2 separate regions of the Manis javanica genome follow, and region 1 is linked to region 2. A link is a contact called in public Hi-C data. All regions are on one chromosome and are shown on one strand. Each heading gives the region's core, a stretch centred on a gene start, on an enhancer-like site or on the middle of the called end of the contact. The rest is flanking DNA. Distances are from core to core; before and after follow the strand shown. Region 1 holds the start of ARF6 (ARF GTPase 6). Region 2 holds the start of VCPKMT (valosin containing protein lysine methyltransferase).

Region 1 (3,415 bases), core at 16-2,515, 230 kb before region 2:
CGAACAACTCTGTGAAGTAGTCAGAGAAAGACAACATAATTTTTGGATTAAGAGGATAAACTGTTGATTCATAATTTAATCTCAGCTCTGTGACTTTCAAAACATCACAACCTCTCTGACCCTTGGTTTCCTCATATATAAAATATTAATAGTCAAAGTTACCTCATATGGTTGCTGTGTGGATTAAAGTAAGACATATAAAGTATTTAGTACAGTGTTTATCATAACACTCAATAAATGTTGACTATTGTCATTAGTGCTATCATTCTCCGATTTTACAGATAAAGAAAATGAAGATTACAAAGGCTGTGACTTAAGAATGCACAACTTTAAAATGGAGGGGAGACACTCTGAACCCTTATCTGACTCCAAAACTTTTTTCAGCTTTATGACAGTGTAAAATAAGGCAGATGGAAGTACAGACCACTGTCAGAATATTAACAACTTCAGTAAGTATATTTCACACTGAATTTTATAAGGTTATCATTTATTCAACCTGTCATCATCAAATTTTCTTAAATTGTGAAATAAAGTTACCATAAACGCTGTTATAGCATTTTCCTTTAAAAAAAAAATTTCCTGTTTTTGCTCCCCTTGGGTTTCAAGTTTTTTAGGCTTTCACCTTCTTTTAAGTCAAACTTGTCACTAACCATTTGATACAAGGTTTCCTAAAGTCTTCCACAAACATTCTATTATTTCAACCTCAAGTGGGTGCAGAGAGCAAGGTCAGTATTACACTGTTTACACACGAGATAACAAATGTAGCAAGGTTAAATGCCTAGATCCTGGCCAAAGATGTAGTCTTTCTGATTCTAAATCCTATGCTAAGACTGTTTCATCTAGGCTTCTTTAAAGTATGGGATGGGTGGGTGAGAAGGTTCTGCTAATCACATTAAAAGTGACATTTAAACGTGAAAAGATATCACCTTCTAAAAAGTTGAAAACGCGGCAAGGCACGGGAACTCTTGATAATACTTTTAAAGAAACATGGACTAGTCCTGACGAGATGGCTCAAATACTCCAAAGAAAGGTTTCCAAGCAAACCCAAGCCTAGTAAAAGCGCCACACTGGCAGATTTCACACAACTGGCCCGACGTGTCTTCCAAGAAACGCACAGAAAACGAGAGACAAAGGAAGCCACGGAGGAGTTGGGGTAAAGGTAAAAACAGCGGGTAGGGCTTCCCTGGAACACTGGGGGCGCGCGAAGCCTAGAGCGCCGGGGAGGGAACTCGTGGAGCATCGGGCGGGCACTGAAGTCTGAGCACAGGCCTGGAAGCAGCGGGAGGAGGCGTTCGTCTGGCGAGCAAGCTGCCCGTTGGCCCCACCCAGCGGAGCTCCCCAGCGTATTTACTTCTGATTCGAGTCGCGGTGGAGGCATAAGAGGGCGCGTAATAGGTAAGGAGAGAAGGGAAGAGACTAGAGCAGCGGCAGGCGGGCGAGGGTCAGAGTCCAAGTATCGCGGGTCTGGGGGCTAACCGGCCCTGTGAGCCCGCCGAGCCGCCGTAGCCCCGCCCCTCCCCGCGTGGCGCCCATGACGTTTGGCGCGCGGGCCGCTCTCTTTACAGAGGTCGCTCTTGTCTGAACGGTCGGCCTCTGCTGCGCCTGCGTGGTGGGGAGGGGAAGTGAAGCGGTCTCTTCGGCGCCTTTTCCGGCGGCGGCGGCGGCAGAACTGGGAGGCGGTGGTGGAGGCCGGAGGTAGCCCTCGCTCGGGGCGGCGGCTGGAGGTAACCTTGTGGGCCGAACTGGAAAGGTGGGCCACCTCAGCTTCCGTCTCCCTCTAGCTTTCGGTCAGTAACTCCCCTTTTTCTTAATGTTTCTCTGCAGGCAGAGCACCGAGTTCCCGCGAGGATCAATGACCTAACGAGGCGCCGGAGCCGAACTGACTCGGGTGGCCTGGGTCGGTGGTGAGCCCGGCTGTTCGACCGGCGAGCGAGCCAGAGGGCCGCAGTGTCCCGCGGAGGAGAGAAGAGAAGGCGGAGGAGCGGGCACCGCGGAGGCGCTCGCGCGGCGCCTGCGGGGGGAAGGGCAGTTCCGGGCCGGCCGCGCCTCAGCAGGGCGGCGGCTCTCCTGGCGCAGACGCAGGGCCCCGGCGGGGCCGCGAGTGGGGAAGCCAAGTTGTGCGGTCGGTGATGCCTGAGTGAACGGCGGGTCCGGGCCCCTGCCCCGAGGAGGCAGCTCCCACGCAGGCCGCACGGGTGCCCTCGCGGCCGGGAGGCTTCGTTTCTGTTTGGCGGCGGCAGCGGTGTTGTTGGCTGAGGGGACCCGGGACACCTGGATGCCCCCGGCCCCGGCTCCTCCGACGCGATGGGGAAGGTGCTCTCTAAGATCTTCGGGAACAAGGAAATGCGGATCCTCATGTTGGGCCTGGACGCGGCCGGCAAGACAACAATCCTGTACAAGTTGAAGCTGGGCCAGTCGGTGACCACCATCCCCACCGTGGGTTTTAACGTGGAGACGGTGACTTATAAAAACGTCAAGTTCAACGTATGGGATGTAGGCGGTCAGGACAAGATCCGGCCTCTCTGGCGGCATTACTACACCGGGACCCAGGGTCTGATCTTCGTAGTGGACTGCGCCGACCGCGACCGCATCGACGAGGCCCGCCAGGAGCTGCACCGTATAATCAATGATCGGGAGATGAGGGACGCCATAATCCTCATCTTCGCCAATAAACAGGACCTGCCTGATGCCATGAAACCCCACGAGATCCAGGAGAAACTGGGCCTGACCCGGATTCGGGACAGGAACTGGTATGTGCAGCCCTCCTGTGCCACCTCAGGGGACGGACTCTACGAGGGCCTCACATGGTTAACCTCTAACTACAAATCCTAATGAGCATTCTTCACCCATCCCCCGGAAGGAGAGAAATCAAAAACCCATTCATAGGATTATCACCACCATCACCTCTTTCAATTGCCACATTCTCCTCTTTTGAATTTGAACTCTGGAGTTACTGTTCTTACGGTTTGGGCGGGGGTTAGGGGTTTTCTTTTTATTTTCTTTTTTCTTTTTTCCTTTTTTGCTTTGCTTTAGGACGCCCTGATAAACGACATTTCACGTGAACACAAAGTGCTAGATGCTCTTGCCGACTTACAGCAAATGGGATGGGGGTAAAATAAGTCTGGTAAAGTCCTTTATAATAATGGTTTGATTTTTTTTTTATTTTGAAAGAATCTTTTTTTTCCCAGTGTATGCTTTTTTTCTTTTTGCCCACTTTATCACTTGCTGTAGATGGCTTATTTTGCATTCATGCAGACTATGTTGCGAGTCTGTTTCATCTAGTAAACTGAAAATTATTGCTTAATCAAACTGCCGTTTGTCTTTTATATTTAAGGCCTTTTCCCCTCCCATATGAGTTCTAACTTAGTGATTTTCAAAATGTGACCTTTTATAGCAAACTTAGCCCATAGTGGCA
Region 2 (3,214 bases), core at 247-2,746:
AAAATGTAATTTTTGGTTTTCATAACAGATCTGAATGGCAAAATCCTTTAAAAATTTTACAGAAATCTCTAGTAAAATGCTCATAACACTTTTTCTCAACAGGCTTCACAGGCCTATACGTTAATCATGAGTGTATATGTATATAGGTAGTCCTCGGTGGCTTTTATTTTCTCTTCACTGTGTTATCAACTGTAGGACAAATATCCCGTATTCAGAGATGTTAAAATGTAAAAAAACGTGTGCTTTGGGACCCACCAAATACAGTATATCTTCTAAAGAAAGAGACCTCACTCGCTGAATACTTACCTCTTCATAGTATATGCAGTCAGCCATCAGTATGTAGTCTGGCGGAGAAGTAAAGTCCTCTATTTCTTCCCCCCTTAAAAATGTCAATCAAATATTTTATCTGTTGCTTTAATGACTTAAAAATTTTACCAACAAGACTAATAAAGTCCCCTTCGTATTAAACATGCTTTCAGTGAAACGAAATTTAAAGCAAAATACAAATCATTATCTTAAAACAAGCTTAAAGGCCATACAAACCATTTCAGTACCTTGGCTTGAACAGAACCAGTGACAAGATGCTTGTTCATATTAATATTCATCTTCAGCAAGTCTTGTAATTCCTCAAGATCGGTGACTACAACATCTGCCCTATAAAATAACATCAACTGAAGTGTAGGCACACGGGTGGGTAGCCTGTGATCCAGGTTTCTCGAACAAAGCGGCGCCCCATCCCGCCAGCTCTTACCCGAGGGTAGCAGCCATGAGCCCCACTGCCCCGGTACCGGAGCCCAGCTCCAGCACCGACCGCCGGCAAAGAACGTGGGTCCCATCGCCGGAAAACCCGGGCGTTTCCAGGTATTTAGAAAGTACAATAGCAGCGTCCCAAACAACACAACCTACGCCTCCGGAGCCATACTGTTGCAGTCGTAATACTGTGCCATCTCGCTTCTCCAAAATTCGCACAAAGTTCTGCAGAGGGTCCTCCACGGAGGACTCCGGGGCTGTCGCCATCGCTGCCCGGCAACAGAATGCGGCGCACGCAATGACGTCACTACCAAGCGCACCGCCCTGCGGCCCCGCCTTGCGAGGGGCCCGGCACCTCCGGGGGGCGGAGTTGGCACCACGGCGCGTGCGCGAAGGCCGAAGGCCGGAAGGCAGTGTTACCTGGGCGTAGCCAGGAGTAGGGCCGCCGGCTTCCGCTAAACGGTGGATATACACGCTCCTCTAAATTTAAAGTCTGGTTTAACAAACAGTTTTAAGTCACTCTTACACAGAGAACTAATATCATGATCTGTTCTTTAAAAATAAAGCCATCCTTACCTGGTTGTGGAGATCGCTTGTCACAGTAATTAGCCTTAAATCCAGGCAGCTTCCAAGGTCCTACCCAAGGAAGGCTATAATCCTTTCCTGGCATGTTCCTAATTTTTCATCTGGATTTATAAAAGCAATTGCTGGAAGCTTGATAACTGCGTTTAACTGAAGACAAAGTTATCCCTCAAATTTACATTAAATTCTTTGGGATTGTGTAATTTGCACAAAATGCTGAAAATAATGTGTACATATATATATTTCTACATAACAATCTCCCCCCTTGTTCCTTACAATGAACACCCGTATTTTAAAAGTCTTTTAAAAATTAAGACTGGGGTGATTTATTAATCTTGTTAAGAACTCTGATACAAAGCACAGTAAAAGGCCACAGACCAGTCAATAGATAACGTGGCTTTTAGCTTCTTTACAATTGCTGCTACAGCACTATCAGCAAAACACTTTCCATCAATTTCAACGAATGAGTCCAAATGGCTAAAGTTTTACTTCTCTGATTAAAAAGTTTAATAAAGCTTTAAGTATTTGCTGGTTTAAATATTACCAATTTAAAAAAATATTTTAAAAAAATTTTAGTTAACACAAGATTTATAAAGTTACTAGGTTTTGAAGGCAAGGTAGTTGGTTCCTATGCCATAAGAAACTTTTCCTCTTAATTTTTTAATTAGTAAATAAAATAGCAGATTGTATTATAGGCCTCAAGTCACTTAAATCTCTATAGGGTATTAGCAGTTATCTTTAAATATACAATATAAACAAAACTGTACATACATGGCATATTAACTTTTTTTTCCAAAATAATAATCAACTCATTAGCTAAAGACACCTAGTCTGCAAAAACAAAAAGGCACATCTGAATGAGATACATGCCCTTTTTCCCTCTTATGATTAGGTTAGGTAGTCTTTGTTTACATTTTGACAAACAATGCATTCTATTATTTTCATTCTATTTTTCATTTTTGTCTTCAGCAGCAAATTCTGACATTTAAGACATGGCATTAAAGAGTTTAAGAACAATGGGTATTATTCATAATTTTAAATGTAAAAACTAAAAGTAAAAACTAGAAGATAGGTTTAAATAGGTTTAAAAATCCCTAACACCATACACCCCCAATTGTGTAAATTCATTGCCTTAAAAAGGCATCTATTACTCAAATTTGAAAAATTCCACAATGCACTATCCCTTTTCAGTGCAATCAATGTCGCTTTAAACCATTATTTTAGCAGATTCTACAGTGCAAATATAAATTCTTTATACTGGCCTTTTGGCAGCACTGAAGATCCAAGACAAAGCAATGCTACTGATCACCTGAGGAGAACAGTAAAAGACTTGTATTTTTATTTTCCAATTTTTAAAAGCTTATTTGATCAGTAGCATTTTTGTAAGAGCATTATTTGTAAAAAGTACTAAAATATTATGCCTTTTCTTGAATAAATTAAAAAAAAAACCTTTACAAATACCATTCCAGTGTCAATGACTACATATGGCTAAAGTCATTGAGGAGTTTCTGCATTTTCCAGCAAAGGCAGTCTATACGATGGGGGGTGCGAAAGCTCCCGTTTGTAAGTCTTTGGTGGCAGTTTTGGTAGGTGAGGGCTTGAATTCTGCCTTGGTGGAACAGGAGGAGCTTGAGGATGAGCAAGATTATTGTGACTAGAACTGAGCACATAGCATCGACGTGGTATCCTAGGAGAGGGTGTGCTAGGAGGAGTATTTGGCGAATTTGGACATGTACTGATATCTCTGAACCAATCTGGATCTCTGTGAAGATGTCCCAGTGGAGGCAGCTGAAGATTAAACGGACAGTTTATAAAGTGTTCTGGAGGCCGAAGGGGAACCGGTGGAGGGGTATCCGGAAGAGGATCTCTTGGTGGTGGTGGA

Evidence for each region. Hi-C and Micro-C count contacts between places; a contact is called where the count stands out from the background.
Region 1: a contact with region 2 is called in a Hi-C map of blood, with 6 times the contacts expected there. The contact joins the promoter of ARF6 here to the promoter of VCPKMT in region 2. A contact is called at or near these places in 2 of 2 Hi-C or Micro-C datasets (blood and fibroblasts).

The regions. Positions count from the first base shown.
Region 1 is chr8:49,240,867-49,244,281 of MJ_LKY, reverse strand. ARF6 (ARF GTPase 6) reads left to right here and starts at 1,265. Exons shown (of 2, transcript XM_037016243.2): 1 at 1,265-1,395; 2 at 1,825-3,415. The coding sequence starts at 2,305. The coding sequence ends at 2,832.
Region 2 is chr8:49,013,678-49,016,891 of MJ_LKY, reverse strand. It overlaps VCPKMT (valosin containing protein lysine methyltransferase), which reads right to left and starts at 1,496. Exons shown (of 6, transcript XR_012120524.1): 1 at 752-1,496; 2 at 555-654. SOS2 (SOS Ras/Rho guanine nucleotide exchange factor 2) reads right to left here. Exons shown (of 22, transcript XM_073211280.1): 22 at 1,634-3,214. The coding sequence ends at 2,827.